2 separate regions of the Mus musculus genome follow, and region 2 is linked to region 1. A link is a contact called in public HiChIP or PLAC-seq data. All regions are on one chromosome and are shown on one strand. The core of a region is the stretch at or near the end of the contact, and the rest is flanking DNA. Distances in the headings are between cores, read along the strand shown. Region 1 holds the start of Klf4 (Kruppel-like factor 4 (gut)). Region 2 has its middle 64 kb from the start of Gm12519.

Region 1 (4,864 bases), core at 93-2,592:
TGCAATCTCAGCTAACACCAAGGTAAGAGGTGGCGCGTTCGTTCTCCTGCAAGCTAGTGCCGTCGCTCCACCAGCCCAGTCCTCTTCCCCGCCAGATCCGCGGGACGCTCCAGCCGCCCACGGAATTGGGACACTGGGACACGGTGGCTTTCTCCCCATGCACCATAGCCACCGGGTCGCCCACGCGCTACGATCACTCCGGCCCAAAGGGTCTCGAGACTTGTCCACCTAAAATATAGTGGACTGAGTGCGCCCACCCCACGGTCCGGACGCCCGAAGACTAGTGGGGAACCGCTGTGCGCCCCTGGCGGTACCGCAGTGCCGGGACCACACGCACTTAAGGCCGACTCAAGGGCCGAGGAGCCACCTCGGAAGGCTGTAGAGTTCCAATGGAGGGCAATCCTTGTCCTAACCAAGGACTCTTGGTGACCCCCGGATTCCGCCCATACACCCCACCCCATCTGCAGAAATCTACAGGGCACTAGCGCGACACTCACGTTAGTCGGGGCACCTGCTGGACGCAGTGTCTTCTCCCTTCCCGCCGGGCCGGACGCGAACGTGGAGAAGGACGGGAGCAGAGCGTCGCTGACAGCCATGTCAGACTCGCCAGGTGGCTGCCTGCGGGCCGGGCGGGGCGCACAGGGACCAGGAGTCAGGGGACACCCTGGCCACTGCTCCGAAGCTTCCCTCCAATCCTCACCCCTTTCTGTTCCCAAGTCCAACATCTCACCTACCTCATTAATGTGGGGGCCCAGAAGGTCCTCCGGAGTCCGAAGAAGAGAGAGGGGTACCTGAGCCCCAAAGTCAACGAAGATTAAAAACTTTAGAAACAAAACCTCAAACCAAAACCCCCAGATTGCCCGAGATCCTTCTTCTTTGGATTCAATATAAACCGGCGATGTCTTTAAAAAAGTTCCTTTGTATACAAAAATTCTTAGAAAAGTTGTAAACTCTTATAAAAATAGACAATCAGCAAGGCAGATAAGTAGGTCCGATGGCCAGGCTGCACGCTCTTGGACTCAGCAGTGTCCCCCACCGTTGTCGCGGCCACTGTGGCTGTCGGCGGCGCGGGGGCTGTGGTCCGGGCGGTGGGCGGGCGGCGCCGCCAGGTGAGAATGGCCGCGGTGGCGCGGAACTGCGAGCTGGGCGGTGGCGCGGGGTGCGGAGTCCTGGGGACTGTGCCGGGTGCGCGCGGCCATGGGCGCGGGTCACGGGCGGGTTGCTGGGTGGGGGGCTGGAGGGGCGGGGAGGGGCACTCGGCGGCTCCGGGTGCCGCCGCCGCCCGCCACCGCCTCTGCTCCCCGCGCGCCCGGAGCCGCGCTCGCTCTCTTGGCCGGGGAACTGCCGGCGGCCGCCGCGCGCTTCTTACTTATAACTTCTCGCTCGCTTGCTCCCCGCCTCCTCCCTGTGGCGGCGCGCGGGGCTCCGCCGCCAGGCCCCGCCCCCTGCCTTTCTTCTCCCCGCCTTCCCGCAGCCCCCACTGCGCGTTGCCATGGTAGCTAAATAAACAAACTCCGCGCACGTGGGGGCGGGGGCGAGGGAGGGGCGCGGGCGGGGCGGGGCCAGGCCGTGACGCCAGCCAGGCAGCTGGCGGGCTGGAGCCGTGCTGACGCCGGCGGCGGTGGCGGCGACGGCGGCTCCGGCGCTGGGAGTACGGCGTGGCTCCCGTGGCCGCGCTACTCGGGGTCCTCTGGGCGGCCACGGTCGGTTCCCTGGGCTCGAAAGTCCTGCCACGGGAACCCTGGCGGGGGACAGGAGGTTGGGGGTGTGTGTGTGTGGGGGGGAAGAGGCGGCGCGCCCCTACCCCTGCTCGCGTACGCGCTTGTCCTGTCGTCTGCGCACTCGAGAGCGCGATTATCCGCGTGACTCATCCAGCCCGCCCTCTCTCGCATACGCACGCAGACGCCGGGCCGTGTCGGCGCAGGGCCTGGCCTGGCGCGGGTGCCAGTGGGGCCTCCCGTAGGGTGGGGGTGAGGGCCGGGTGATTGGGGGGGGGCGCTAGGAATCTCAGAAGCTAGGAGAAGGGGTTCCGCGCCTGCTATGAAAGAGAGCGGCCGGGATTGGGCACGTAGTCATCTTGATAATGGAAGGAACAAGGAAGGCGTTCCAGATTTACATTGGGGGTGGGGGAGTGGGAACGCGGAGAGGGACCGAGGCGCGGAGATACCTTTCACCAGGGATCTCAAAGCTCTTTACAAGCTACGCACTCGCACTCTTCATTTTGAAGATGAGAAGTGAGTCATAAAGAGGTGAAGCGGCGAGGTAAAGGTCATAGGACAACTCGCTCCCATCAACTTAGGTTCTGAGCTAGCCAACCCACTCAAAGGGACTTCACTGGGAGGTGATCCTGCGCTGGGAAGAGGAGCGCTGCAATGGGACCCTAGTGCTCCAAAGTGGCACCTCAGGCCCTTGCCTACCGGGAGGGGAAAAGGCAGTCTTTGTTTTAGTCTTATTACTCCTTTTCCCATTCCCCACTACCCTCAGTAATTTTCCAGCCGGGAAAGGTTTTCGCCCTCATCTCTACCAAGTACTTAAAACAAAACAAAAACCGTGAGTGTGGTGTTCAGTATAACTCGCTAAACTAGGTTTACTTTTTTTTTTTTTTTAAGGCTAGGTGTTTATTTTGGATTGGGGAGCAGAGTTGGGCTCCGCCGCCCTCATGGTTGAACCCTGGCGGAGACAGCTGAGGGCGGGGACTGAAGAAAGGCACTCGGGAAAGGGGGTCGATGCTCCAGCATAGGCAGCGTGTGCACTCGCTCCTCTCGGGGCGTCGGTGCCACGTCCTCTGTCGTTTCACCTGTTTGAGTCCCGGAATCCTTGGGACCTATATTAGTTTTCTTCGGAATATTTGTCATCCTGAATTTTCCACTTCTGGCCGACCACAGAAGCGCTCTTGGAATGCATCTCTTCCCAATGAAGTGGGGCTGCCCAGTCAGTCTGTCAAAGGCAGGGCTCGAGCTGGGAGCCTTTGAGGAAGGACTTTTCATCCTTTCTCTTGGTTTTGGCAGAGGACTAGGCGCGCTAAGGGGTGGGGAAGAGCCCGACTTCGCCTGGAAAGTGGCGCTCCCCCTTCACGTGACCTCGAGGGGTTCATCCCCATTCCCTTGGAACTAGGCCAGTTTAACTCTGAAAATATTACTCGTTCAAACAAAGGAACAACAAAAAGAACACCTGTTCCCACCCCTTCGCCCCCATTGTGGTGTCAAGAAAGAAAGAAAAAAATTCTGGCTTGGAAAGCTAGGATTGAGCATTACTTTGTAAAGTGAGCCACTTTAAGGCCAAGGTCTCAAACCCTCGATGAACTTAGATGAGGATGTAAACACATAAAGTCAGTCAGGGCCCTAAACTCTTTCAGCTCGGTGGTTTTTATTTACCTAGGACAGTAGTCCCTCCCCCCTCTTGACCATCTAACCAGTAACCACCACAATGAAAAAAGATTTCACAGATGAATTGGAGAGCCACTATTATTATGTCATATAATCAAGGCAAGATTCTGAAACGCAACTGAAAAAGATGAAGTTTCCCAACAGCCTTCTGGAGGATAAAAGCCAGCAGGCAACACACGGGTTCTTCTTGCGATTGCATCATAAGAGGAAATCTGTATATTCATCCCAGATTTCTAAAAGAGCTATGAAGTTCCAGCTCACAACTCATCCCTTTCAAGGCAGGTGCCGGGTGTGACAACAGGGTTATGACCCTCCCTCTCATCAGAACAGGTAGGGCCAGAAGAGTTAAATCCCTGCCCCATATAATTTATAAACATGAGGCTGTGTAAACCTTTGATGACTAAATTGCACTCTAAAATAATAATAATAGAAGACACCCTTTAAAGAAGAATTAAATACTGGTGACTTTATTTCAGCAAACTCATATTACAAGTTTTGTGGTATGGAAGTTAATTATTGATGTCCTTGGAGTTTTAAAATACTTTTTTTTCCAGCACAAACTGCAGCAGTTGGCAGATGATGTAATGGCAGTAGCCAGAGCTAGGGAGGAAGGGTGGGGTGGGGTGGGATGACTGCCCAGCTGTGGGGGAGACTGTATGAGTATCTGCAGTGCAGGACTCCACACATAGCTGGGCACAGGTCAGGGCACATGGAGTATCTGGGCACCTGCTCCTTTTCCTGGGTTTTCTGTATATGGTTGCCAATAGGATTCAAGAAAAGGTGTTCTTTTAATTTGTTTTAAATTGGTGTAGAGTCCCCCACTGTTGCCCAGTCTGGTCTGGAACTTATAGCACAATCAGGTCTTGAACTCACCACAGCTCATAGGTGCTGGGACTGTAGGTGCCAATCACCAGGCCCAGTAAAAAAAAATGATTTTTTAAAAATTGAGTACAGGAAGTTGAATTGAATACAGGGGCCTTACCTGTGCAAGGTGAGCACTCTGTCACTGAGCTAAAGCCCTGGGTTAAAAGCTAGGCAGAGGAAAGGGTGACTTTCGGGGCTCAGGTTGTAAAATCCCAACTGTGAGGACTTGAACTCCCGAAATGGACCATGGTCTCTTTTGGGTATCTGCTGCCATCTTGTAAAGGCCACCCTGACTTTAGTGTCACTGTTTTTGTTTCCTGTGTGGTTTTGCTGTGTTTCCAGGCTGGCCTTGAACTTCTGGGACCATGCGTTCCTCCCACTTGAAGCTTCTTGAAGCTTTTGATCACCAGGAATGACATGCAGGTCCCACCATGCCTATCAAGCTTGGCGTTGACGTCAGACTTACGCTGAGGTTAAATACGTGCATTGTCAAAAGTTGGGCATGATGGTACATGCCTGGAATCCGGTATTCGTAGGCCGAAGCAGAAGCACCTAGGATTTGAGGCCAGCCCAGGCTACAGAGTGAAACCTTGTCTTAGGAGGGAGAAAAGAAA
Region 2 (4,958 bases), core at 1,508-4,007, 530 kb after region 1:
GCTCTTCTGATCCTGCTGCTGAGCATCTAGTCAGTCTCTGGGGTGTCTCCGTTCCCCATGTACAGAATGGAGCTAAAAGCATTAGCTATTTGTGGGAAACTCATAGAAGTACCCATGACCTTTTAGCATCACAGTGTTCCCAGCATTTCCTCAGGCAGATACCACATCCTGGAAACAAGTCCCACACAGGTACATGAAGACTGGGAATGCCTCTGTTCATTTCCATAGAGGCAGGGACACAGGCCAGGAAGCCAGGAGGCAAGGATGCTCTGGTTCTTCCTCTAAGCACTCAAGTAGATTTGGCCAATTTCCACCTCCGCTCAGGGAATCAGTTTTCCTATTTTTAAAAAATGTGACTATAATATTAAAAGTAGTATATGGCAACACACAAACACACATTCACACACATACACACATGCACATGCACATACACATGCACACATAATAATCTTACAACAGCCACTCCATATGAGCATCCTCAGCAATTCTGCCTAAGAAATCTGATGCTTGGGTAGAAAGTGTTGAGTGTATGATTCTATCCCTAGCCACTGACCCACTTCTTCACTGCTAGGGCCCTGTCTGTTATGAGATAATTCTCAATAAACTGACAGTTTTGCCTATATTTGTCCCTTGGCTAGATGCAGCTCAATGCAGGAGAGGCATACTTTCAAGCTGATCACCAATCTTTTGCTGATGTGAATAGCTATTGAAAGTCTCAGCATTTTCTTTGGTATGACACAAGACTTTGGGTCAATCAACTCCATCTTTGAAACCTCAGACTCACAGGGTCTCCTTTATATCACCATAGCAGCAATTCTAAATACATTGCAAGCTTCACAAAATAAATTCTAGGGCCCATTGGTACATGTGTCTCTATTTAGATCTGTGGCTTCAGCATCATACAGGCCTTCCAATATGCTAGAAAAAGGACAGCACCATCACCCTTCTTTTCTCTTATGTAATCAGTCAACAATCCTGTCTGAAAGGAGATTTCCAATGGGCGTTTGATATCCCTGAGTGACTCTGCTGTATAAGGTGTAAAGATACCATGCTAACCTTATCTCTAACCTTCATTCTCTTCCCATGGACTCTGCAGCATCCCAGAATCTCTGCAGCTGTGGAGAACACAATAAGCTGTCCTCAGCCCTCTTCTCCACCAGGTCCTTCAGGGAATATGTCATCATCCTCCTCTTCTGTCAACTCAAGTGCCATCCTTGCCCTGACTCTGGATCTTGTCTTGTCTTGGTCTTGGAACCACATCTCTCTTTTTTTCCCATTTATTGTTAAGTTGTTCATTCTTTTTTCCATTTTAAATGTTATTATTATTGTGTGTTGTGTGCATGCATGTGCATGCACATTTTCTATGTGGGTGCAAGTGGCACCCCATATATGCTACCGTGCCTGTGCCACGATGTGTGTGTAGAGGATAACTTTGTGGAGTTGGTGCTCTTCTCTGGTTTTACGAGTTCTCTCACCACAAACCTTTATGCCTTTACACCCCTGCCCCCACCAAGTCACCTTCCCAACTCTCACTTCTTCCATTCTTAAATGTAAATGACCCACCTCTTAGTTTTCAGGAAAGTTCTCACTGCTCCTCCTGTTTTTCTTGAACTCCACACAGGCAGCCTTGTTCACTCTCTCCCTCCTGATGATTTCTCAGTCCATCAGAATCTGATCTTTCTATACCACTGGCATCACTCCTTGGTTCCTGTGGATCCATTTCTTGGAAATCTAGACTTTAATCACTTCCAAGGCATTTTTAATTTGGATTCTCAAAAGGAGTTGAAACTATCAACTACTCTCACACTTTCAAAGACCCTCCTTTTCCTTAGATGGAAAGTCCTTCAGCTCTTCCTACCTCTGTAGACATTGCCATTTCCACTGCAGACTTGTCTCTCTCCTGCTTCCTCCACATTTGGGTGTACACTTTATGAATCTGTGTGAGTGATGCTAGGCTGCATTGGCAGAGAGCTGCTTTTTGTTTGTTGTGCTTCCTGTCCAGAGCAAGGGACTAGCAGGTCGCCTCTGAGAACCATGGGGCATCACTCCTTGACATGAGCAAAGTTGAACACTAATGAAAGAAATTCTAATTTTTTTCCTTTGGATTTCAGAATGGTTTGGGTGACAACCATTTGCATAAGAATATTTAGATTAGTTACTGTGTGCTTCTCTCATCATTGTGTTTGGGGAATTGAGAGCCGTGAATCATTTGCCTTAACAGAGATTGAGGTTGAGTGAATCAGTGTTCAATTGACTACACTAATGGACACCCACTCAGTAACACTAACACCTAAATTTGATACTGATGACAAGATTCTGGAATTCACTTTGACTGACTAGAATAAGACATTTGGGAGCCTTGGAGAAGTATGAGTGTATTTTGCATGTGTAAGGGATGGGAACCATCAAGGGTTAGGGTCAGACTCATAGCTAGCCTTCTAGGCATCTCTGAATGATCCCAGTCTGTGGATTTCACATCCTTGTACAGACACCCCCAATATTAGACAGAGCAGGCCAGCAGGCCTGGACCATGAGTAAGCTATTTCAGAAACGACGGAGTGTGACTTTTGAGTCTAGGTCATGAAAAACAAACTGGCTTCTTTCTTGCTGACCCTCTGTGGGATTGGTCATATGGAGGAAGCCAGATGTGATGTCAGATGAGCATTGGGTGGCAGTAGGGAGAGTTCTACATGGCACTGAATGAAGCCCTCCTGCCAATAGCCGGGCAAGCCTTCAGAGGCAGCTGTTGTAGACTCCCTGAGAAACCCTGAGTCATAGCCTCCACATAAGCTCTTCCTGGATTCCTAACCCCCAACACAGAGATGTATGTTTGTTATTAAGCTTCATTGTCCCCAGTTTGGCCAAGTCATGTGGGCTCGTATCTGAATCATGGCAGCTACTTTCTCTCTCTTCCTTTCCCCTAATTCCCTTTCCTCATGGGGACCTGTGCAAATGGAAGAACATAAACCTATGTAGACCCCATTCTTCTCAGGACAAAGCCCAGGTCTGACTAGATCTGAGCAACACGACCCGTGGTGGCTTTCTGAAACGTTTCTCTCATGGCTCTTTTAACTCCAAGTTCAGACCAACCACCAAGATGTCTTTCATTGTACAGGCCTTTGTTCCTGTTTCTTGGTGTGGCTTTTCATATAGGCTTCCTTCTTCATGTAGTACTCCTCTGACCTTTTTTCCCCAATCTGTTATTCTCTTCTTTTTGGCCATCACATCTGTAAGGAACCCATTCTGATCTTCCCTACCCATGATTGGAGATGACTTTTTTTTTCTGCTCTGTGTCAATGTATTCCCTATTTTATGTTAATTACTCTTTCCATCACTGTGATGAAACAGCTGACATAAACAAGGCATAGGGTAGGAGATGTTTATTTTGACCACAGTTCTAATATGACAGAGAGGCTTTTGAGTGTGTTGATGGGAATGTGTTAGCTGCTGCACCTTCCTATGACAGTAGACAGGAAGTAAAGAGATACTGGTAACCAAGGTAACTACAACCTTCAAGGACTGACTCCTTGTGAAACATCCCCACTAGCTTAGCCTCATACCCAAAGGTCCTACAACTTCTTAAAACAATGTCACTAGGAGCAGACCCAGTGTTCAAACACAAGATCTTGTGGATGACATTTCAAAATCAAACCATAAATTTCCTTTACCACTCTTCTAAGCATCCTGTGATATGATTGACTTGTTATTGGCAGTGGGGATATTAATAATTTCTTATAATTGAAGCTCTCTGGATCCCCTGGTAAATGTGCTATGAAGACACTTCCTGTACTTAGGATTTCTACACCTTGGCTTTGATCTCCAGACTTATCTGATTTTACTAAGGGCAGGCTGGAAACATTGAAAAGCTGAGCAGCTCAATCAACAAAGCAAAAGAACTGGTAAATACATAGTTTACCTTCTTTACCCTAGTGCCTACCGCATTTCTAAGATATGCTAGACAAGGCTCCAGTGAATTGGAGCCTTCTGTGAGCACAGGAATTCTCTCCACACGAACATACCCTTAGTTTATCGTTTTGTCTTTCCCACTTTCCATTCTAAACCCCCTTACAGCTTCACACATCCTTTTCCAACAACTTTCACACATGTCCCTTCTCTGAGGGTCTGACTCCATAGCAGGTACCTGCCCCCAGGTGCACTCATTTACTTAGCATTTACTACAAGCTGTTGGCCAGGCCAAGCTTTTTGTTTGGATTAAATATATTAGTTCTCTTAGCAACACAATGAGATAGGTACTAATCCATAAAAGTGAGGTAATAGTGCTTAGTCATAGGACTGTTCTGGGGATTAAATGGGGTAACATGGGTAAAGAGCTTAGCGTGTGGTAAGACTGGGGGAGAAGATAGACATGAAGGGCTTAGTGAAGGCCTCAGTGCTGGTCTCTATGACCAATCAATTGCCCAAGATCACTTGAATGCTAAGTATTGGATTTTTACAGAGTTCTGATAAATTCTAGAGTGTTCAGTCATCATCCAATAAGGGTATTTCAGTTATTTTTCACAGCAGACTATAAGGTATTTAAGAGTAAGAACTACACTTAATATATTCAGCTTTATTTCCAGAATCTAACATTCAGATGATAGAAAGAAAAGAAACTTGTATTGAAAACATCTATCTTTTGGCTCCTGCTACACATTCACTTTGTATTACTCATTCTTATAAAACTTTGTTCTGTGATCCATTAAAATAAACCGAAAATTCCTATCTGAAAACAATATGTTGGTTTTTTTCCCCTGTTTAGGATAGCTTGCTTGTTTCATAGACAGAAGTACCTGGCTTTATATTTTTCTCACATATAAAAGAAGCAAAGATCACATTCCCTATCATTGCTATTGTCTGTTACACAGCAAATCACCTTGAAATTGAATAGCTAAAGACAACACACACACTTATGAACTCATATGGTTTCTGAATTCAGATAGCTGTTGCATGGATCTGGC

Evidence for each region. HiChIP or PLAC-seq counts read pairs in DNA pulled down with a chosen protein or histone mark.
Region 2: an H3K27ac HiChIP or PLAC-seq map of the NIH/3T3 cell line shows a contact between it and region 1, with 7 times the contacts expected there. The contact joins the enhancer-like site here to the promoter of Klf4 in region 1. A contact is called at or near these places in 14 of 39 promoter capture datasets (3T3-L1-derived adipocytes, the C10 cell line, cranial neural crest and 8 more), 11 of 484 Hi-C or Micro-C datasets (the STO cell line, adipose-derived mesenchymal stem cells, bone marrow-derived macrophages and 4 more), 19 of 115 datasets of contacts at active chromatin or transcription factors (the NIH/3T3 cell line, astrocytes, bone marrow-derived macrophages and 14 more) and 4 of 9 other capture datasets (adipose tissue, liver, macrophages and 1 more).

Annotation. Positions count from the first base shown.
Region 1 is chr4:55,531,133-55,535,996 of GRCm38.p6, forward strand. Klf4 (Kruppel-like factor 4 (gut)) reads right to left here and starts at 1,343. Exons shown (of 5, transcript NM_010637.3): 1 at 735-1,343; 2 at 498-618. The coding sequence starts at 739. It overlaps Gm12506 (a long non-coding RNA gene), which reads left to right and starts at 1,578. Exons shown (of 5, transcript XR_390585.4): 1 at 1,578-3,716.
Region 2 is chr4:56,062,109-56,067,066 of GRCm38.p6, forward strand. No RefSeq gene overlaps it. Among named protein-coding and RNA genes, the nearest start is that of Gm12519, 64 kb to the left of the region's middle. Within about 2 kb of position 2,758, at least 7 of the 459 cell types and tissues checked have an H3K27ac peak or open chromatin away from gene starts, as enhancers often do. A contact at or near this core is called in the NIH/3T3 cell line and muscle stem cells, where this site is marked.